Linked DNA regions of Mus musculus: regions 1 and 3 are each linked to region 2. A link is a contact called in public promoter capture Hi-C data. All regions are on one chromosome and are shown on one strand. The core of a region is the stretch at or near the end of the contact, and the rest is flanking DNA. Distances in the headings are between cores, read along the strand shown. Region 1 holds the start of Cenpp (centromere protein P). Region 2 holds the start of Tpmt (thiopurine methyltransferase). Region 3 holds the start of Iars (isoleucine-tRNA synthetase).

The links. Capture Hi-C pulls out chosen DNA fragments and counts their contacts.
Region 1: a contact with region 2 is called in a promoter capture Hi-C map of adipose tissue. The contact joins the promoter of Cenpp here to the promoter of Tpmt in region 2. A contact is called at or near these places in 1 of 484 Hi-C or Micro-C datasets (CD4 T cells) and 1 of 9 other capture datasets (adipose tissue).
Region 3: a contact with region 2 is called in a promoter capture Hi-C map of liver, with 3 times the contacts expected there. The contact joins the promoter of Iars here to the promoter of Tpmt in region 2. A contact is called at or near these places in 1 of 484 Hi-C or Micro-C datasets (CD4 T cells) and 1 of 9 other capture datasets (liver).

What each region holds. Positions count from the first base shown.
Region 1 is chr13:49,651,176-49,654,155 of GRCm38.p6, reverse strand. It overlaps Cenpp (centromere protein P), which reads left to right and starts at 1,425. Exons shown (of 8, transcript NM_025495.3): 1 at 1,425-1,573. The coding sequence starts at 1,467. It overlaps Nol8 (nucleolar protein 8), which reads right to left and starts at 1,078. Exons shown (of 17, transcript NM_001271397.1): 1 at 474-1,078. The coding sequence starts at 510.
Region 2 is chr13:47,041,619-47,044,913 of GRCm38.p6, reverse strand. It overlaps Tpmt (thiopurine methyltransferase), which reads left to right and starts at 1,697. Exons shown (of 9, transcript NM_016785.2): 1 at 1,697-1,810. Kdm1b (lysine (K)-specific demethylase 1B) reads right to left here and starts at 1,415. Exons shown (of 21, transcript NM_172262.3): 1 at 1,244-1,415.
Region 3 is chr13:49,680,380-49,683,457 of GRCm38.p6, reverse strand. It overlaps Iars (isoleucine-tRNA synthetase), which reads right to left and starts at 1,328. Exons shown (of 34, transcript NM_172015.3): 1 at 1,255-1,328.

The DNA.
Region 1 (2,980 bases), core at 176-2,675, 2.6 Mb before region 2:
CAACTGCACCTAAGTACAGCACATCCACACATCTTCTCCCAGATGTTTTCTCTAAAACAACCACAGCTATTATATCTTATCCTTATTGATTTTTTATTCGAAGTACTGCCCTCCCCCATTCATTTCTACATTTTTACCTTAACATATACTGGCAAAAATAGTAAGCTAACGGATAAAAATAGCTTCATCCTGGAGCTCCAGTCATAACAAAGTCTGCAATTACAATAGTATGGCAAAATACAAGTGTCCCCTAAGCGCTGTTAAATCACAAAGACGGCAACTTAAGTTATACCTAAAATATGTTTCCCCACTGTGTGCCTGTATTGTTCAAAGCAGTCTGAGTGGATCTCATCGGTCAGGGGAGTAGGAGCGGTTACGGCTTTTCCCAGTGCCACTTAGAAAACAGTAGTGGTGACAGCAAGGATCATAATGAAGTCTAATTTTGGAACCCGGAATTGTTAACACTGTCCTACCAAGATTGCTGGAAACGTTTTCCAGAGGTCGCTCCATCTCGTTTAGCTCTCGGCGGATGTTCAGCTCTTACTCAAACCTTTCTCAAAAGTTGGCTGTCTCCTTCCAAGCGAGATCACTAAATAGCGGCAGAAGCCCAAAGCAAAGGCCAGCACTCTGGGAAAAAAACCTACAGTGTACCCCTTCTTGGTAGCCACCGCCCCATCCTTCCAGCCCTGCCCTCTCTCTTCGAGAAGCCCCTAAGGAAGGAGAGGAGAGGCTAAGCCCAATAGCCCATCACTTCTCACGAGCAAACACTCTTCCTCAGGGCGCTTGTCCGACTCAGCTCAAGCCCGGCGTAGCACTTAACGTCTAATAACACGTGCCGGCAAGTGCATTTTCCTTTCCTTCCTACAAAGTTTCCAACCCAATCTCCTAAGGTTCCGTTATCCCGCAGTTCCAGAGGGCTCTTTATTTCCTCCGCCTTCGCTTTTACTGACGTTCTGTTAGTTCTCCTCCACGTTGTAAAACTGACAGAGTGTGAGAAAGAAAAATAAAAATCGGTAATTCCTACAGAAAAGACACTCCGCCGCGTGGTTCCTGATTTCCGGTTCAAGTAGGCGGAAGTGAAGAAGCGGAACCAAAATAAAGAGACTCCTTTCCTCGTGCTTCCGAGAATCCGCCCCCTTCGGTGACGTAAGAGCTCGGCTGGCCCAGTGGCCGTTAGACGGGATGGGCGGCCGTTGGAGGGTGACGTGCAATTTGGAACGAACCAACTCGCAGAGGCGGCGGGGGTGTCTAGACGCTCGACGCGACATTTCGCGGGCCGTCAGGCTCGGGAACGTCGTCCGAGGCCGTGGGCGTGGACGCGCGACTCCCGGCAGCCTCTCCCCCCGTGAGCTCGAGAGTGGTCCGTTCCAGGAGCGCGCGCGCTCCTTGAAGTCTCCTGGCTGCCCGAGGCGCCCAGACTGCCATTCTCCGGGCTACTTCACCTTCAGGGTTCCACGTCGGTAGCCATGGATTCCGAGACCCGCGAACTGCGCGCCCTGGAGGCGGAGGTCGCAGCGCTGCAGCGAGAGTGCAGAATGCTGCAAAACGCTGGGGAGAAGGCGTCCGGAGCCTGGTACGTGGCTCGGGTCCATCCCTCCCAGCCCATGCCCTGTAGCACCCCGCGGACCTCTCAACCTTATGACAGTTCTGGACTCCGACTCCCTCACCCCCCCAAGACCCATGCTCAAGAACGTGGTGGGAGACGTCCTGAAATGTGAACTTGAATCAGTGTTCTGGGAGAACGATGACCTCATGAGTGTGTGAACGCTGCGTTTGGGGCTTATGACTTGATTATAATCAGCAGAAAATAGTTTCCTTAAGGGTTGTTTTCGCCCAGTTGATGAGAATCAAAGGGAAAATCTGGCTTTTCTTTAAGCAGTCTTTGCCTTCGGGAGAACAGCATCTAGATAGCTGGTTTTGTTTTGTTTTGTTTTTCTGGGTTTGGAGACATTGTTACTCTGTAGGTCAGGAACTGGCTCAATTTGATTTCAAACTCAAGAGTCTTCTATTCCGCAGCCCCCAACTCCCACACACAGTGTTGGAGTTATTACCTGAGCCACCATACTTGCTCTTGTCTAGTTGGGATTCCCTCCTTACTCTGGTTTCATGGATTTGTTTTTGTGACTCATCTAACGATGTAGTTAAGGGGCCCTGACCTTTTTTTTTTTTTTTTTTTTTTTTTTTTTTTTTTCTGCATTATGTTAGAAACATAAGGGTTGGGGGTATATAGCCCCAGGGCAGGGCAGCCTAGCATGGTCAAATTGGTATATATGGCTAATGCCTTCTATAGGAAACTGTGATAGTCTTCTGATTAGTTACTATTGTTAAGCCTTATTTAAAGGTAGTTGATCTGAGTGTTAAATAGTTAAATAGCTTGCCTAAGGTCCTAGAGAAATCCAAAGCCCAAGCATTGCCCATTCAAAGAGAGAAGGAAGGCTAGAACTAGCAGTAACTTAGTATCTTAAACATGGAAAAAAAATACCTTTTTTATTAGGTGTAATTTGGAACAGGTTCAGAGAACCTTAGTGCAGGAAACAAATTCTAAAGAAAGAGAACGTTGTTAACTGTTGAAAGAAAGAGGGAGATGTGTGTGTGGCCTCCAGCTGTGCATGCTCTTCACAGCAAGAATGGAGATGCCTGCTGCTGATTCAGGGATGGCCCACAGACTGGAAGCATTAAGATTAGAGTTGGGGAGCCTGCCAGGCTGACTCCATCCCTACTTACCGAGTTTAGAATTTATATTTTATCAACACAGCCTGCCCCTGAACTTTTGAAAAGTTCTTTGTCAGACCATGGGAAAATAGTTTCTTAACCCACCAGAAGATGTCATTGTAAGCCCAGTATGGTATAGTAGATTGGTTATGGAATCTGGGACTCCTCGGTAATGGAACTGAAAAGTTAAGAGTCCAGATTAGGGAATACATTAAATGTCAATCCAAAATGTGTAGATTTAATGATTTTTTTTCTCATTTTGAAGGAA
Region 2 (3,295 bases), core at 448-2,947:
CTGCAGAAAGGCTGGGGCAGAAGGATTGCTTTGAGTTGGGAGGCTGAAGACTAACCAACGCTTTTTGAGCTGTGCCTGGGTTAAGAAAGGGATTCCCCACACCTGGCGTGGTCTGCTGCTTGCTCGAGAACTTGGGCCTCGGTGGCTGGGTTCCAGATCACTCAACCCCAACTTTCTGCAGCTGGGCCTGCTTCTCTTACAGGCCAGCTGCGCCGACTATCAGCCATATGGACCGGGACCTGGTGGTGTGCAATCCCAAGGAAGGCTTGCTTGAGCCCTCATCAGCGGCCCTCGCGGCAGATGCCCAAGGTATCCGCTACACCAGCGAACCTGACGGCGCCTCGCTGCCCAAGGTGGGGATCGCAACCTGGGATCCCTCCTCCTGGCCGCGGTGCTCCCACTGCCCCACACAGGAGCCCAGCGTGGGGTTTCTCCTCACCACCACAGAGCGGGAAGGGAAGCCTGGGCCCCTCCTACCAAGCTTTGGGGATTCCCGACCACCCTGAGTGGGGAAGGCAGTCTGGTGTCCCCCCTCCTGGCTGCGGGGTTTCCACGTCCCTGGTGGGAGCACAGTATAGGGTCCCTCCTTTTGGCTACGGGGTTCCCTGGTCCGCAAGTGGGACCGCAGCCTAGGGTCTCTCTTCGCGACTGGCGGGGGGTGGTTTCCACGGCCCCGAGTGGGAGCCCAGAGTGGGGTTCCCTCCTTTGGGCTAAGAGATTCCTACAGTGGGGTAACTCCTCTACGTTAAGGGGCTCCTACAGCTCCGGGTGGGAGCAGAGAAAGGGGTCCTGCCTCCATGTAGATGGGTTCCCTACAGCGCTGGGTGGAATCCCAGAGTAAGACCCCTCCTCCAGGCTGCGGGGTTCCCATAGCCCAGAGTGGAAATCCAGACTGGGGTCCTGTCCACCCGGTCCGCAGCTGGTGCCGGCGCCAGAGTGCCAGGTGCAGCCGCCGCCCAACTCACCTCCGCCCGGCCGAGGCGCAAGCAGCTCCCTGCAGGGTTCCAAGAGAGCGACGAGTGGGAAAGCCCGCGGCGCCGCAACCCCGCAGCCCAGCGCGGGAAGCCCCGGCTTGCACAGGGTCCCCCACGCCACCCCTTCCAAACGCGGGACGCCGGGGAGCCCCGGGGAACGCGCGCGCCTCCAGACCAGGCTCAACACACAGCCGGCCGCTTTGTGCGGAGCTGTCACCCGAAGCCCGCCGCCACCCCCAAGCGCGCCCGCGTGAGGCTCGAGTCCCTACCTCAGAGCGCTGGCCAGGGGGCGAATGCTGCCCTGGGCTGCACCGGGCTGCACCGGACGGCCTGATCCGCACTGCCAGCTGCAGCAGCTCGGCCGCCGCCGCTTCCGCCCCTATCACGCCGTGACCCGGAGTGGGAGGAGCGCACAGGCCCAGGGAGCAGGAGGGTCCCGGCGCTCGCCCCGCCCCGATGATTTCCGCCACTGCGCAATCTCGGCAGCTGCTAAGGGCGGGGCCCTACGCGTTCTGGGCGGAGACCTTGCTTCGGGGCGGGGCTTAGGTTTGAAGGTGGGGCCTGGGCGGCCTGGGTGGGGTCACAGGGTCCTGGGAGGGGCCTGCGCGCCCTGGGCGTGGTCTGCACGCTGGGCGGAGCCTGCGTGTCCTGGGCAGAGTTCTCACGCCCCGGGCAGGGCCTATAGGACCGGAGCCTGGATAATCTTTTCCGGGGTGGGATCAGACCACATTGGGCGGGGCCTTCGCCCCTGGGGCGGGGCCTGTGAGTCCTTGCACAGCTCCCGGCTTACAAAGGCGGGCTAGTGTCTGAGAGGTAAGCAGCTAGCTGCAGCCAAGGTAAGTAAGTTCTCAACCGGTAGTAAAGGCGGTCATCTGCTAAGACTGTGTGAGCCTGTTACAGCGTTTTTTCAGAATGGGGCTCCCGAAAAGCATGGATGACCCAGCTACTTGAGTCCCGAAAAGGGGTTCCGATAACCGCAGCAAAAACTGGGAATAAATGATCAGACTAGAAATGCTTTGAGTCCGATGTATTAAGTAGCCCCTTGCTTAGTGGTGTGTTTCAGATAACAATGTCCACGTGTAAAATACTGAGCCATCCTGGAGATTTGTGGACTTCAGTGAAGTTAGCTTTTCAGTTTAATGAAATTCAAAAATAAAACTAAAGCAGAACCCAAGCATTGTTGTGTACGAGGAAGCTGAGGCAGGAGGATCAGGGCGAGCTAGAGGTCAGCCTGTACTATATAGTGAGTTCTAGATAGACCCTCTGTTAAAAATGAAAAAAAAAAATCCTAGGCAGAAAAAGATGTTTTTTAGGTAGGCATATTGGACGTAAACGTTTGTTAGTGGGAGTTATTGCGGATCTGTCTTTTCTCAACCTTGTACTTTGCACCTTTATTGTTTTTAGAATTTTTTTTTTTCTCAAAAAATGATCAGTGAGCACCACTCTGAGGCGCTGTTACAACAGCTAAGTGGTTGTGTTTAACAGCCCCAGCTTCGGTGAGGTAGAGCTGGGTGGGCTAAAGATCTTTCTTCTGTGTTCAGGAGAGCCCTTGTTTCTGTAGGGCACCTTTGGGCATCACAGCTTCTGATAGAGAGTGGAGATGGGAGGAGAGCGATTCTCTTGCTTTTCTGTATCCACAATAATCCCATACTTCCCTCCGACCTCTCAGAATGCTGGACTCTGCCCCCTGACATGAGCATCAGGGAAAAGCCTTTTGTTAGCAAATACTTGGCTGTGAAGTGCATTTCCGTTCCCAGAGTTGATGGGGATGGTCCTTCTTTAATCCTAAGCACAGAAGCTAAATCATGCAACAACAGGACATTTCCTTACATTACTGCCTTTGTGACATGTTTGCTGGTTCACAGATTCAAGACATATGATCACCAATGATTTAAAGGGCAGGTTGGAACTGTGGAATTTTTTTTTAGTTTTTTTTTTTTTTTCCTTATATGAACGAATGTCTTGCCTGTATTGGATCCACTGCAACGGGGTTACAGACAGCCACGAGACACCTTGTGGTTTCTGGGAATTGCACTGGGTTCTTTTCAAGAACAACAAGTACTCTTAACTACTGCTGGGATTGAAGGCATGCTGCCATTCATATCTTATTTGTTTTTGAGAGAGTCCTGCTACGTAGCCCTGGATGGCCTGGAATCTACTATATAGATCATGTCGGCCTGGAATTTGCAATAACCCTCTTGCCTCTATCTCCCAAGTACTGGGGGCATGTGACGACTCTCCTGTCTTTAATGCTGATATGTGTTTTTAAAGCTATTGCCCTAGGTAGAGGGTTTTGTAGCGTTCATTAATAGAATCACAAT
Region 3 (3,078 bases), core at 79-2,578, 2.6 Mb before region 2:
TCAGAGGAACAAGTGACTAAGACATCATCATCATCAACAACAACAACAACAAAACACAAGCCAGTCAAACAGAAACGCCCCTCCACATCCACGGGGTACTGGATTCAGGATCTGTTGGAACACCCAAATACAAGGATGCTTAATTCTCTTATAAACATAGTATTAGCCTATAATTTACATGCATCTGCCGGTGTATTTTAACTAATCTTTACTTATCCTACCTAATACATTTAAATCCTAGATACACAATTGCTATACTATATTGCTTAGGAAATAATGACCAAGACATTACGTTTGTACACGTACAGTACATGTCACTACTACAGACCTAACCACATAGCATGAGCACTGGCTGGTTGAAAGCCCAGATGCAGAACTAGTAGTTAGAGAAGACCAACTCTATACTTTCTACCTATACACTGAGAAACAAAAGAGCAAGTCTCAGATACACTAGTTTGCATTCTGTGAGTTTCTCAATGATTTCGGCTTATTTCTCTAACACAGTAAAAAAGAGAACAAATTCATGAGGTTGAAAACGAAGTTATTCTCTCACATATTCATCACGCACACGTCCCAAGCCAAAATGACAACAACGACCCCCTCATCTTCTGTCCAGACAGGATAGATTTATATAAACCTTGGAGTATAATCTCTGCCCACCTTCAGTCCAAGCCTATAGGAGACCCGGATAAGTTATCTCTTCACACCTCCAAACCCCAATAGTTTGTTCTGTAGGGCCGCCAACAGTGAGCTTAAACTGCATTAGCAGATTCTGTGAGCCCAGGACAAGCGTGCAGCGCATAACCTACCTACCTTGGTACCGAGAGATAAGTACACGCGAATCCCAGCACAGTTGGGAGAAGCCCAGACTCCAGAAAGACTCCTAGGTTAGTTCTTTTAAAACACCTAACTTGGCAGTGACCTCAATCAGATTCCGATCTTCTCTCGGATACTATGTCACGCTGCATTCTCACAACTCCCTGCTCATAAGCCACCAAGGTCCCACTAAGTGAAGGGGGTACTTCTAAGGATCTCAGTCCTCCACCCAACGAGTCAGGCCAGAATCTGCGGGCAGCTCTGAGTTCTGCAATGTTACTCTCCCTCCACGAAAGCTCTCTGGAAATAGCTTTGTGCCCGCAGCTCACTCACAGTGAGAAGCAGCGTGCTCCTTTTTCACCGCCTCGTGCTGTCTGGAGGTTGTTACACGGGCGGGCCTCACTCTGCGGCCCAGAAGGACAAGAGGGTGCGGCTTACCTGGGAACCCGGAGAGCTCGCTCAGGTTGCAGCCTGCGACCACGTTCCGCGTCTGGAGGTGATGCAATACTGACAGTGCCAGGCTCAACCCCTCCGCGGCGCCCAATCAGCGTGTGCCATCCAACACCTACAAACAACACGTGTGGCGATTGGTCCGTGCATAACTGCAGAGCAGGATGGGAGCGTCCCTGCAAAGGAAGGAGAAGACGCTCCAGAGCCCTAACCCGGCAAGTCAGTGGCTACTCAATGTGGCAAAGTTTTTGCCTTCTAAGTCTTGGCCTATGAACGAGAGACACCCTTTCGTCCTGGGTCCATATGTCAGTACTCTCTCTCTCTCTCTTTTTTAAAAGGGTTTGTTTATTTGTACACAGTCTCCTGCCTGCATGTATTCGTTGTAAGCCAGAATGGTGAAAGCTTGGGGTTGAACTGGAGACCTCTGGAAGAGCAGCCAGTACTCCTAACCTCCGAGCCATCTCTCCAACCCCAGTATTCTTAAATATATGTCAATATATGTGAATATTATTAAATATATGTGAGTATATTTGAGATCTGGACATTTGACGCCATATAAAATTAGTTTAGACTCAGGGTCTCTTGTATCTCCTGCTGGCTCCGGAACTCCTAAGCAGCTAAGGAATGACCTTGAACTGCAGAACTTTCTGCCTCCACAATGGGAGTTACAGAAATGTTCCATCACGCCTGTTTTTATATGGTGCGGTGGATAAGCCGGCCATTTGTGCACCATAGCCACACACTGCCAACTGAGTTAGATTCCCAGCTGTGATGGCATCTAAAATTTATGCTACATATGAAACTTCTGACAAGTGACTCCCACAATTATTTTGGGAACAGTACATATTAACCTGGAGACTACTAACCATGTGGTAAATGGCAAGAGAAGGGAAGAGGGTCTGACAATAATCTGAACCCTTTATTGAATGTCATTGCAATGGTTCTTTTCATTTCAAAATTTTGCTTATGTATCATTACATATCTACTTAGTACCCTTCGGATCCGGCCTAGAACAAATGAGAACGTTGACACCAGTCTGTGAAAGTAAGTTTTGGCCTTGATAAATTGACAGCGTTAATTAGGTAAATAAGTGCCTATTTTATTAATGACAGAAAAACAAAAACAAAAAAACGGATTTGGCCTAAATGAAGTAGAAATCTCGGCGAGTTTTAGAACATTTTGATAACTGTTGAGTGTTTTATTCAACAGTTCTAGGCCCTATGGTGTCGAAAATTAGATGCAGTGTTTGCCTGTGCTTCTTGCTTTCTTAATTATGAGTATCCTTATTAACCAGAAATATTTGGAGTTTTTAAGCTTTGCATTCTTTAAATTGCCAATTGGTTCACCTCATGTTTATCCTCTGATCAGCGTGCAGAAATAGAACAAAGGTCCCTGCACAAAGTGAAAGAAACTTATGTACCCATAGGTAGTGTAGACTGGACCAGGCTGTTTAAAAATTGGATTGAGAAACACTATAAACTACTGTTGGGAAGTAAAGGAACAGTTCGTCTAGAAAATAGGTAATTAAAAAACTTTCGCTGGTCGTGGTAGTGCACGCCTTTAATCCCAGCACCCGGGAGGCAGAGGTAGGTGGATTTCTGAGTTCGAGGCCAGCCTGGTCTACAAATTGAGTTCCAGGACAGCCAGGGCTACACAGAGAAATCTGTCTCAAAAACAAACAAACAAACAAAAAAAAAAAAAACCAAAAAACAACAAAAACAAAACCAACCAACCAACCAACTCAAATCTAAAAACCTGTCAAGGTTGGGTGGTGCACACCTTTAATTTCCAATACTCAGGAGGCAGAGGCAG